Regions from separate parts of the Gossypium hirsutum genome. Here regions 2 and 3 are each linked to region 1. Evidence: chromatin contacts called from public Hi-C data. All regions are on one chromosome and are shown on one strand. Each heading gives the region's core, a stretch centred on a gene start, on an enhancer-like site or on the middle of the called end of the contact. The rest is flanking DNA. Distances are from core to core; before and after follow the strand shown.

Region 1 (3,869 bases), core at 754-3,253:
CTTCAGCATTCATAGCATGCATTACAACATGAATTGCAAAGGAAATTAAAAACCCACCAATATATTCTAAATTTAAAAAAAAAAACATAGCATATATTTATCATTATCAAGGAAAGAGCATACATTTTTTGTATGGCATCTTATGCCATGTAAGTTTTGTATCAAAATATACATAAAATACCATAAACATTAATGTGAGGATCCATAAATTTTGGAAAGAGCTTGCAATATATTAACTTGTAATCTCAACTGCAATATATAATCAGCTGTCCTTAGAAACAGCCGGTCCGGCTTCAACCCTTTTGCTCCCGGAATTAGCCTTTGCAACTTCTTCACCTTTGTTCGAACTGATCTATTGCCACGGCTACCGCTGTCACCTGTCCACCTTCTCCTCCTCCTCCATTTCATCCTAGAAAACTCTTTGCACCTCCTTAACTCCATACGTTTCATAACAAAATGAAAGAAATTAACAAATGTGACTAAATTTCTAACTACAAAATAAGAAGAAATGAAATTGAAAAAAAAAATTAAAAAGAGAGATAACAAAAGGAACCGCCTTGTGTTTTTTGGGTTGAGGAACTAATACAAGTTTTATATATAAAGAGGATATGAGAAGTGAGAGGGGGCATTAAATGATGCAAAGAGTTTTAGAACTGGCCATGTGACCCGAGCCTTGATGTTCCTATCATATGATATTATATCATTAAGGTTAAATTCTGCTACTAAGTCCCTATACTTTACAAAAGTTAAAGATTTAGTCTTTATACTTTAATTTAATCAATTTTAGTCTTTTTACTTTTTAAATTGGTCAATTTTAGTCCTCCTACTTTTCAAATTTTGAAATTTTAGTCCTAACCTAATCAATAGCAGTTAAATCTATTTGATTAATTTCAATTGTTAATCTTGTACTTTGCACATAATTCTAGATTTAGTTTATATTTTCCAATTGTATCATTCTAAGTCCATGTACTTTTAGAATTTTGAAATTTTAATATTGACATAAATGATAGTCGTTGATCCATTAATTAGATTTTTAGTGGGTAATATGTAGAAATAACAAGCTGGTACAAGATTACACATATAATAATATATTTGTTATATCAGATTTCAGCAATAGCATAACTTAACTTAATGTATTAACAATTATTATTTGATGGTGATTGAAATTTTAAAATTTGAAAGGTATAATGACTAAAAAAGAACAAATTAGAGTACAATGATTAAATCTACAACTTTTGTAAAGTATAAGGATTAATAGTAAATTTTAACCTATCATAAATATATATTAAAATTTAAAAATATTAAAAAAATAACTTTATAAACCACAAGTCTTGATTTGAATGGAGTGATGATTAAAACTCTTATCAAACACTCATTTGACAAGGGTTCAAATCATGTTACCCCCATCCCCTACCCCTAATATTATATAAAAACAACTTTATAAACTACAATGTGTGGCATGATAATTGCTCACTTAATCCATGCTCATGAAAATGAAATATATTATATAAGTTCCAGCTTATGCCTATTTAACAAGATAGTTTTACCAATTTGAATAAATTTTAAAATTTTAATTGTACTCTAATAAACATAAATAAATTCTTAACACAAATAAGGAGCTAATTGAAAGAATCAAGAAGATTTTTAATTGTAAAGAAAATCTAAGTATAATGATAAAATTTAAAGGATTTTCTATATTTTAACATTGCTTTTATAAAATAATTAGATCTTTTAGATGATTGAGCAACTTAAACAATATCACTAGATATATATTATTAACTCAGTCAACAACGATAAGATATGTTGCATTTTCTGTTCTCATTTCTAGTTTTGATTGCACGCCTTGGATGTTTTGTCGTTTTATGTATGTGGGCTTTGTGGTAGGGCCTAATAAATGCTTACCTTTAAAGTGGCCTACTCACGTGTCTGACAGGTCCTTCACTCGCCTAAGCCCAAACACCACCATCCAAAAATACATCTGTCCTAGTAATCCTCGAACCACAAAAAAGTCGTGGGTTTGACGTGTGTCTCTTCTAGGCCGCGTCATCGCTAATCCAATGGCTAAAGATAACCCTCCGTCTGCCTTTCTTTTGGGATGGTTTTGATCACATGGGTGCTGTCCAGCTAGGCTCGAGGGGTAGATTCATGATGAGACGAGACTTATATAATTCTTGTATTCCTATATCATATTTTTCTAATTATTTCAATTTATATATTACAAACCCAGTTTTTAAATCATTTACGTATATGCTAATTTCCTTTTTTCTTTCAAGTTTATAACTACATTATAATTAAAGTGCAAGTAGAACTATTAAAATATAAATAGCTTATAGAATAAAACCTTAGTTTTTAATTAAAAAAACTCATACTATTGTAGTATAAATTATAAATCACAAATATCTAAATTACAAATTAATTAACCGAATTAAAATTCAATAATTCATAATGGAACTTAAATAGCCACATATTTTAATTGTGGATGGTGAATATTAAATTTAAATACTCAAAAACTTAAAATATCTGTTTTTGTCAATTGAACAAAAGTTTATTAGATTTTTATGTTATTTTTATATTTTATTTTCATTATTTTTTTAATGTCGATACAAAATTGAGTCCTAGTTTACATTGAAAAATTAATGTCTAAAATCATTGAAAAATCAATGTTGACAATAACTTAAGTGGGGAAGAGTTTTAATGGAGATTAGAGGGATATCTTTTTATAGTAAGAGGAGGAAGAAGTCTTTTTGGAAGAGGAGCTTAGCATGAGCTGTTTTAGGGTTTTATAGGAGTTGTCGTAACTTAAAATTATGGAAAAAAAACTTTTACGCACTGACTCGATTGCACTTGAAGTGGGTAATAAAAGACTTTTCAAAGATATGATAAAAAAAATATTTAATTGGACTTTTGATAAAATTCGTTACTGAAATCTATTAGGAATCAATGCTGATTTATCAATAGCTAACGAGAAAGTATGGGAGGATCTTTAATCGGACAAGTCCTTCCATAGGCTAGTTCTCCATAACAAAAGTAGTTAATTTCATGAGCCTTGGTGATAAGATACAACATTTATGTTATTTTTATTAGAAATAATAGAGATGAAGCCTTGGGGAAAATAGAAATGGCCCCACATAACAAGTTGGCAAAGTTTTTGAATTCTGAATGTCACGTTTTTGCATTAAAAAAAGGATTTACTCGTGATTTGTTCTTGAATTTGAACAAAAAAATTAGAGCATTTTTCTCAAATGAATTAGACCATTTTTAGAAGCCAGGGTACGTGTTACTTTAAAGCATTTTTCTTATTTTACTATCTATTTTTTTATCAGTTTTTTTTATCTTAAAAGTCTTTGGAACAACGTTGCTAAAAAAATGGTTGAATACATTTAACATATCAAAATGAGCTACATAACATTTTATTCATGCAAACCAAGACATGACATTTCGATTTTTTTTTTTGAAGAAGGCAACAAATTTTAAATCATTTAAAATTAAACAAAATCAAATTAAATGTTGATCAATCATTGATGGTCTTTTTTTTTTGAGTTCTTAAAAAAATGTTTTTTTATTTATTATATTTTTCTAGAATTTATACATATTTTTATTTTTTTACTTTCTTTTTAATATATTTTTTATAATTTAGAATTTTTAGAAGTCATATACTATTTTAAATTAATTTTTTATTTTTTAAAATTTTTAAAAATTTTATTTTAGAATTTATACATATTATTTAATATTTTAATCTAAGTGGATGTCATACCATCGTTGACATGGATAAAAAAAAAACCCCACCATGTAGTGTGTTTTAATGAGTTCCATGTGGCCAACTATTTTTTCTAACTTTGTTAACTCTAAGTACTAAGGGCTTTATGGAT
Region 2 (3,869 bases), core at 606-3,105, 480 kb before region 1:
AAAGACTTTACTGGTTTCCAAGCTGCACATAACCTTGGCAACAAAAACTTGACGCTTACACAACTTATGAAGAAGTTACAATCCTATGAGTTGATGTTGAATGGCGGTCAATTGGTCTGAAAATTAGAAGCAAATATAGTTGCCGCTTTATGGTAAAAGCCTGTTTAGTGGAGGATTCAATAAACCACTAGGTCATTTATTCGAGAGCTACCAATTTTGTTTGTGTTTCTCTAAAGGAACCTAGTTGTGAGGTTTTTCAAGTTTGTCTTTTCTCTTTGCCGAGTTGTTTTAAAACTTTAGTCATTTGGTTTTCTTTATTTTTGTCAAACAAAGATGTCTATATCTTTGCATATTCCTTGTTACACAAGCAACACTGAAAGAAGGGCAGTTGTAGACACCTAATTTGCCTAGGATCTACGATCTTGATTTGAGATTCGAAATAATTAGAGGGCTGCAAGTTTCTTTTTCCTAAGCATAGTTATTTTTCTTTTAAATTTATGTTAATATTAATTTAATTTTGAAATTGGAATTGAATTTTTTAAAATTTACTAAGGACCGTATTGAATTCCTCTCACAAATTCTAAAGGTTTTTAATTAAAATAAGTTATTTTTTTATTTAATTTTAAAATTTTAAATCATTTTTAACTTAATTTAATTTTTGAATTTTTGGCATAAAAGGGTAGATATTTGGATATCCACATTTCGATTCTTGTTTTTGGAAAAGGGAAAATTAGACAAAAAAAAGTTAAATAAAAAATTTCTATTTCAGGTAATTATTTTTATAAAATAAAATAATATTGAAATTTGGTTTTTCTTTGAAAGTCCAATACTAAGGCCCACCTTTTGGTATTTACTAAAACTTAAGTTAGGTCCAATTCAAGTTAAGTTTAAAGTCCAAGTCTAGTCTGAAGCCCAAATTCATTTTAAAGTCCAAGTCCAACTCAAGCCCAATTTAAATATTTTCAAGCACAAGTTGTTTAGGTCCTTTTTGAAGTCCGGAATTGAGTCTTGACCCAAGTTAAGTCCAAGCCCGAAAGCCCATTTCTGTATCCAATTTTCGGGTTAGGGTTTTTAAAACCCTTTTTCTTTTTTTTTTTCTAACACGAGTCTGAATACAAAGAAAAAGTTGGTAACCAATTACAGTTGACAATAAACAGCATATGAAACGATTTTGTGATTAATGATAATTTGGAAAAAAGTATAACGATGAATCTGCAAACAATAAAAAACAGAATCCTAAATAAATAAGAAAATCAAGATACAAGAAAAAAGGGAAAGGGTTTTCCAAAGACAGTCTTCACGTTTTTTTTTTTGCTCTTTTGATACATGAATAAAAGATTTTTCTTTCCTTCTCAATTTTTGAAGAAGAAAAAAGGTGAAGGGTGGTTCCAAGGAGGCGACATCCTGAGTTTCAAAACTCTAGCCATGAGGAACAACCACCCTTACCAGATCCACAAAATAAAAGGTGTGAATTTTCAGACCTAAAATAACGAAAAGTGAAGAAAAAATTTATTTTTGAAACAGTTTTGAAAAAAGAAGAAATTTTTGGTTATTTGTTCCTTTTGATTTTTTTTTCTTTAAAGTTTGTTAGAAAGAAAAAGAAATCTTTTTCTCTGCAGTTTTCAGCCACCGCGTGTGGTGCTCTGACGTTGGAAATCAAAGATCCTTGGGTTCTTCAATAGTAGAGCCATAAAACAAATTTAAACAAAGCTGAGAGAAAAAACAAAGAGTGTTATTTGAAAATTGAAAGAAAAAAATAACAAAGTACATTTGAGTTTCAGGAATAAATAGTAGTGGGAAAGAGAAATTTGCAACCCAGTCCTCCGTGTTTTTAAATTATATTTTAGGCCTTTCGCCTTTATAAATTGCACAGGAGGTCCCCCGTGCTTATGTTTTTATTTCTTGGGACCTGCGCCTTGCACAATTGTAGGATTAGTCTTTGGATTTTTAATTTTATTCAAACCAAGAAAATTTCCAGTCAAGTCCCTCTTTTACATTTTTTAATTTTTAAAATTAAACCTTTTTATTTCTAATATTTTTTGAATTTATTTTTGCTTTTTATTTAATCTGATTTTTAAATTTCTAGAATTTTCTTTTTAAAAGGAATGATTGTTTGGTAAATAATAAAATTTGATTCTCTTTATTTGGAATATTTAAATTTATTTTAATTGAATATTTTTATTATGTATTTTAGTTGAATAATTGTGATCATTAGTGCATTAATTTTATTTTGGCATAATCTTTTCTTTTCTTTTTTTTTGCTATTTTCTTGTTATCATTTTGTGCTTCTGTTTACTGTTCTTATTACTTTTTGAAAATATTCTAAGAATTTTAGTAATTTTTTTAATGAAATTCTTATTTTAAAATTTAGATTTATTTATTTTAGATTTAATTCATTTAGAATTTTAGATTAATATTTATAAGTTGTTGTTCATTCGTTCCATGTATTGTTATAACAATTTTGTTTCTATGCTTGGGCCATTGTTTTGGGCCCCATACATGTTTTGATTAGACTGAGTGTGATCCATTTGATTATGGTATGTTTGACAAAATAGTAGCATGGGTCGACTAAGAGGCTTTAGTCTCTCAATTAATTTTCTTGAAGTGATTTGATCAGCATGGTAGTCTTTTTTTTTTATGCTTAAGGTGCTAATTTTTAGGGATAACTATTAGCTTTACTCAAGGAGCTTCCCAATCACTTATCAATTGTTTTAAAGGAAAATATTTTTCTATTTCCCAAGCTTATAAAACGACGTAGTCTTTTGAGAATGATCAAGTTTTAAGAGTTTATTTCTATTGAAGCTGTGTTGAACTTGTGTTTCATTCAACTTGTTTGTTTATTTTCTTGTTCGATTGTTTGCTTAGCTGACTAAGGTGGATGTAACACTTAGCTCAAGCACTGCTGAGTGACCATTTTGGGTTGTAGGATTGTTAATTCTTTATCGGGGTTGCATAGACATTCTTGGTGAAGAAGTTGTGAGCTTTAACTGATAGGGAAGAAGTGTATTCTTGTTTCATTTGGTAATTGAACAAAAGATCTAAGGGAGGCTTCACAAACATAAGGTTAATTGTGTTCTTTTACACTCTTATTTTTCTTTAGCTCTATTATTTTCATTCTAACTATCATTACAACAAAAAAATTGCAAAATTGTCTTATCATATCTATAGTCTAATTATTTTTCAATATCCTTAGATTTAATTTAAGTTTGGTAAAAAATTTAGATCTTCTCTAGATTTATTTAACTTTAGATTTTAGATGTTTAGGTTCAATTACATCCTATTTTAGAGTTTTTGAATTTTGAAATTCTCATATTTTAAATTTAGAGTTGGATTTGTTTCATTTTTAGCTCTAGAATTTAGATTTTAAGTTTTAATAAATTTAATTAGATTTTAGTTTAGAGCTGGATTTGTTTCATTTTTAAGTTGTAGAATTTAGATTTTAAGTTTTCATAGATTTCATTAGATGTTAATTTAGAAATTAGATTATGAAGATTTATTGGATTTAATTTTTAGAATTTAGATGTTGGATTTTGTTAGATTTCCAAAATTCATAGTTTTAATTTCGTTGGTTAATTATAGGTATTAAATTTTTTTCTAGTTTTAGAATTTTAAGTTATCATAGTATTTTAAGTTCAATTTAACTTTAATTTTAATTTTAGAATTTTTAAGTTTAAGACATTTAAGTTCATTTTTTAAACTTTAAAATTTTTTTTTAGACAATAACTTGGAATGTTTGGATGATTATTCACAAATTTTAGGTTAGTGTCTTTAGTATTTGAGAATAGGTTTATTTGGAGTTAATGTTAGAAGTTTTAAGTTAAAAACTTCAAAAATCAAGCCCTGTAGGATATATTTTTTAGATATATAGG
Region 3 (3,869 bases), core at 539-3,038, 370 kb after region 1:
TATAAACCCATTTGGATGTGATGACAAGGAAGCCAGATGAAATCAGCTACTGTGAATGATAATATTGATGGTTGTGTTTTTCACAGTAAAGAGCATTGCATACTAATAATACCCAGTTCACAAAATAATGTCACTTCTAGGACCATATGTTGCATCGGCTTTATCATCAACAGAATAATAACATCTTTCAAGCATGATGAAGCCTCTCAGGTTATCAAGCGTGGTAAAGCCACTTGTGCTCTACTGATATCCTCTAACATATTACTCTGAAGATTTACTTTAACATTAATGTGTCATATTTGTTTGATGTAAAATGTAAGATATACTAAGGAATGAGATTATCATCATCGATACAAAAGACCATGTAGGCCTATCTCATTCCAAGATCCTAAGATCATCTTAGGGTTTGTTGAAGTCTTCTAAGAATGAATTTTGACACCTGAAACCATCTTATTATGTATTAATACTAAGCCACCATACTTGATACTCCGTCCATGAATCGTGGGTATTGACTCTTGAGAATGAAACAAGGCTCCAATAAAATAAAAAATTCTGTTCAGTGGTACATTCTTTCAAGTAAGTCATCGAAGTATGGAGGATGATAACAGCATGGGCGATTTTGGAACTAGGAACGCAAAGCTACACGAGGGCCGTCAATCCAATCTAACTACCAGCAGTTTTATCAGAAAATACAAAGAGGGATACCATAATACCAATCAGAATGCATCAGGGAGCAGAATAGCAATAACATGGGCTGGAAGCCGCCAAGTGAGGGAAGAGTCAAAACTAAATTTGATGGAGCCGTTCAAACAAACAGTCGAACAGGTGGTGTTGAGTATAATTGTTCGAGACTATCAATGTCAAGTTTTGGCAGGTTCGGTGAAGAATATGCAACATGTAACAAAAACAGCGAAGGTGGAAGCAACGGCTGGCTACAGGGCTTTCGTGTACGCAAAAGAGTCGGGCTTATAAAGGATAGAGCTGGAAGGTGATGCTTTAACTCTCATTGAATTCAACAAAAACCATTCATAATATATTAACAATTAATCGAAATTAGCCGTTGCTAGAAAAGAAAAAAGAAAAAGGGAAAGTACCTCAACGCAAACGACAATGACAGAATCAAGGTCATCACCAAATTTGTCTTTGTCTTTGGGTAACTTGTTGAAAAGCTCAGCTTTAAACTTCTGGGTCTCCTATTATACCAAATACCCACAAAAATAATCAAAAGAAAATCTATCATTGGAGCTTAAAACCATAATACGTTTTTCTAAACATACAAGTGTATAAACTTACGGCTTCAGCAAACTTAGGGATAGGGTCATGGTAAACGTATTTTTGGGAATGCGAGGATCTGAGAACGCTAAGGAACGGTTTTACGGAGATGGGTTTTGAAGAGAGGGTTGGAAAAGAGAGAGGAGGAGAAGGCGGGTTTAGTATAAGGCCGGCGTTTCGCAGGATAAGAATGGTGGAGGTTGGAATTTTGGCGGGAGTTAAGGATGGGGGAATAGAGACCAACGAACACGAAGAAGACGCCATTTTCGGGTGATAGATTGTAATGGATGGAGTTGAACTTTTAATTTTGGATTTTTTTGGGCCTGTGACTGATTGTTAATTTGGGTGCTAGGGTTGGTATCGGGCCTCTTAGTTCAATTTTCTTTTTCTAGATGTATTACAAGTGTAGTCCTTGATTATTTCATATTATGTATTTTAAATCAATATTGGTTTTTTTCATGGTTAAATTTTAGTATTAGTATCTGTATTATGCATAAGTTGTGGATTTAGCCCTTATATTTTAATTTAGTCTTTATATTTTAATTTAGTCATTTTCGATCCCTCTACTTTTAGAATTTTAAAATTTTAGTCTTAACCAAATGGTGACTATTAAATTCATTAAGTTATACTATTTTCAAAATTTGATGCCTCAAATATATTATCATATGTGTAATGTCATATCAACTTACTATTTCCATATTACTCAGAAAAAACCAATTAATAAATTATAATTGTCATTTGTATTAAGACTGAAATTTTGAAATTCGAAAAACATATCAACTAAGATTGATTCAACTAAAAAGAATACAAACTAAATCTATAACTTTACGCATAATATAATACTAATAGTAAAATTTAACTAAACAAACTTAACTGCTATAGTTTGGTTAAGACTAAGATTAACCAATTCAAAAAAAAATCAAATTAAAATACAAATACTAAATCCACGTTACAAAATACAAATTCTAATTTCAAAATTTGACCGTCAAATATTCACGATTAATAGCTTCCCAATTTAAAGGTAAACTTCCTTATTAATGAATTATTGAATGTTAAGTATAACTCTTATTTCAGTCAAATTTGAAAAATATTCTTTTAGTTAAACTTTGTTTATTTGTTTTAATCAAACACTGATTAGTTTAGATTATTTTATTATTATTTGACCTATGAATTTAGCCTATAAATAGGCTCTTTTACAATATTAGAAAATACACCCATTAGATATTAGAACTCATAACACATTTAGAGAATTTTGTGCTTACGTTTGGAGGGTTCTTTGTTTTCAGGTTTTCAGGGTTTAGTTTTTATTTCCATCTTTTATACTCTTCGTTCTTTTGCCATTATAATAAAATTATCTTTGCCCGTGGTTTTTTATCCTCTTTGGAGGGGTTTTTCTACGTTAAATTTGTATGTTCAATTTATCAATTTATTCAGCTATTTTTTTTACTTGTTGCTTAATCGGGTCGATCCTAACAAGTGGTATCAGAGCTAGTTCAATTTTCATAGATCAGCCTGTTCAGAGATGGCAGCAACAAGGTTTGAAATTGAGAAGTTTGATGGTGAGACAAATTTCAATTTATGGCAAGTTCAGATGATGGCAATTCTAGTTCAAACCGACTTGAAAAAGGTTGTTACTGGAAAAAAAAGCCTGAGAATTTAAATCAAACTGAATGGGAAGAGCTTGATGAAAAGGCCTTTCTGCAATCTAGTTGTGCCTTGTGAATACGGTATTGTAGGAGGTATTGGTGGAGAAGACCTCATCCACCTTGTGGAAAAGGTTAGAAACTCTTTATGTGACTAAGTCTCTAGCTAACCAATTAGTGTTGAAACAACGTTTATTTACGTTTCGCATGAACGAATGTGAACTTCTTAGAGATCACATTAGTTAATTCATTACTTTTTAAAATGATTTAAAGAATATTGAGGTTTATATTGACGATGAAGATTAGGCTATGCTATTATTGTGCTCTTTACCCCCTTCATATAAGTCTTTCAAGGAGACCTTGATTTATGGTAGAGACAAACTCTCGTTCGAAGATGTGAAGGGTCATTTGTTGAATAGAGACAAACTCGACAATTAGTTTGGTTTGGATAGCAAGACAGACAAGCAAGCTTCCGTCTTGGTAGCATCAAAGAAATAAGACAAAAGGTGTCGCTATTGTAAATAGGTCATATTAAAGTAGATTGTTATAAACTGCGAAATAAAAGAGTTGCTGAGAGTAACGAGGAAGATGTAGCTGGTGCTAAGTTGGCCGATGAAAGTGGTGATGATTTCTTATTAGTATCAACGAGCGATAAATCTAAGCTCACGTTTGAGTGGATCCTAGATTCGGGATGTTCTTTCCACATGTGTCCCAATAGAGAATGGTTCTCCACATACAGTTCGGTTGAAGGTGGAGTTGTGTGCATGAGAAACGATTCACCTAGTAAGGTAATTGGTATTGGTACTGTTAAAATTAGGACACACGATGGGACGATTAGGACACTCTCAGATGTCAGGTATGTACCTGATTTACGAAAGAATCTCACCTCCTTGAGTATCTTAGACTTGAAAGGATGCAGAATCAACATCGAGTCGAGCGGCATTAAAGTATCTC

The links. Hi-C and Micro-C count contacts between places; a contact is called where the count stands out from the background.
Region 2: a contact with region 1 is called in a Hi-C map of leaf, with 2.3 times the contacts expected there. The contact joins two enhancer-like sites. A contact is called at or near these places in 3 of 34 Hi-C or Micro-C datasets (leaf and petal).
Region 3: a contact with region 1 is called in a Hi-C map of leaf, with 5 times the contacts expected there. The contact joins the promoter of LOC107959973 here to the enhancer-like site in region 1. A contact is called at or near these places in 3 of 34 Hi-C or Micro-C datasets (callus and leaf).

What each region holds. Positions count from the first base shown.
Region 1 is chrA05:75,181,060-75,184,928 of Gossypium_hirsutum_v2.1, reverse strand. No RefSeq gene overlaps it. Among protein-coding and RNA genes, the nearest start is that of LOC121229763, 24 kb to the right of the region's middle. Within about 2 kb of position 2,003, at least 4 of the 9 cell types and tissues checked have an H3K27ac peak or open chromatin away from gene starts, as enhancers often do. A contact at or near this core is called in leaf, where this site is marked.
Region 2 is chrA05:75,662,472-75,666,340 of Gossypium_hirsutum_v2.1, reverse strand. No RefSeq gene overlaps it. Among protein-coding and RNA genes, the nearest start is that of LOC121229884, 94 kb to the right of the region's middle. Within about 2 kb of position 1,855, at least 8 of the 9 cell types and tissues checked have an H3K27ac peak or open chromatin away from gene starts, as enhancers often do. A contact at or near this core is called in leaf, where this site is marked.
Region 3 is chrA05:74,813,160-74,817,028 of Gossypium_hirsutum_v2.1, reverse strand. LOC107959973 (protein PLASTID REDOX INSENSITIVE 2, chloroplastic) reads right to left here and starts at 1,788. Exons shown (of 4, transcript XM_016896163.2): 1 at 1,294-1,788; 2 at 1,095-1,193. The coding sequence starts at 1,536.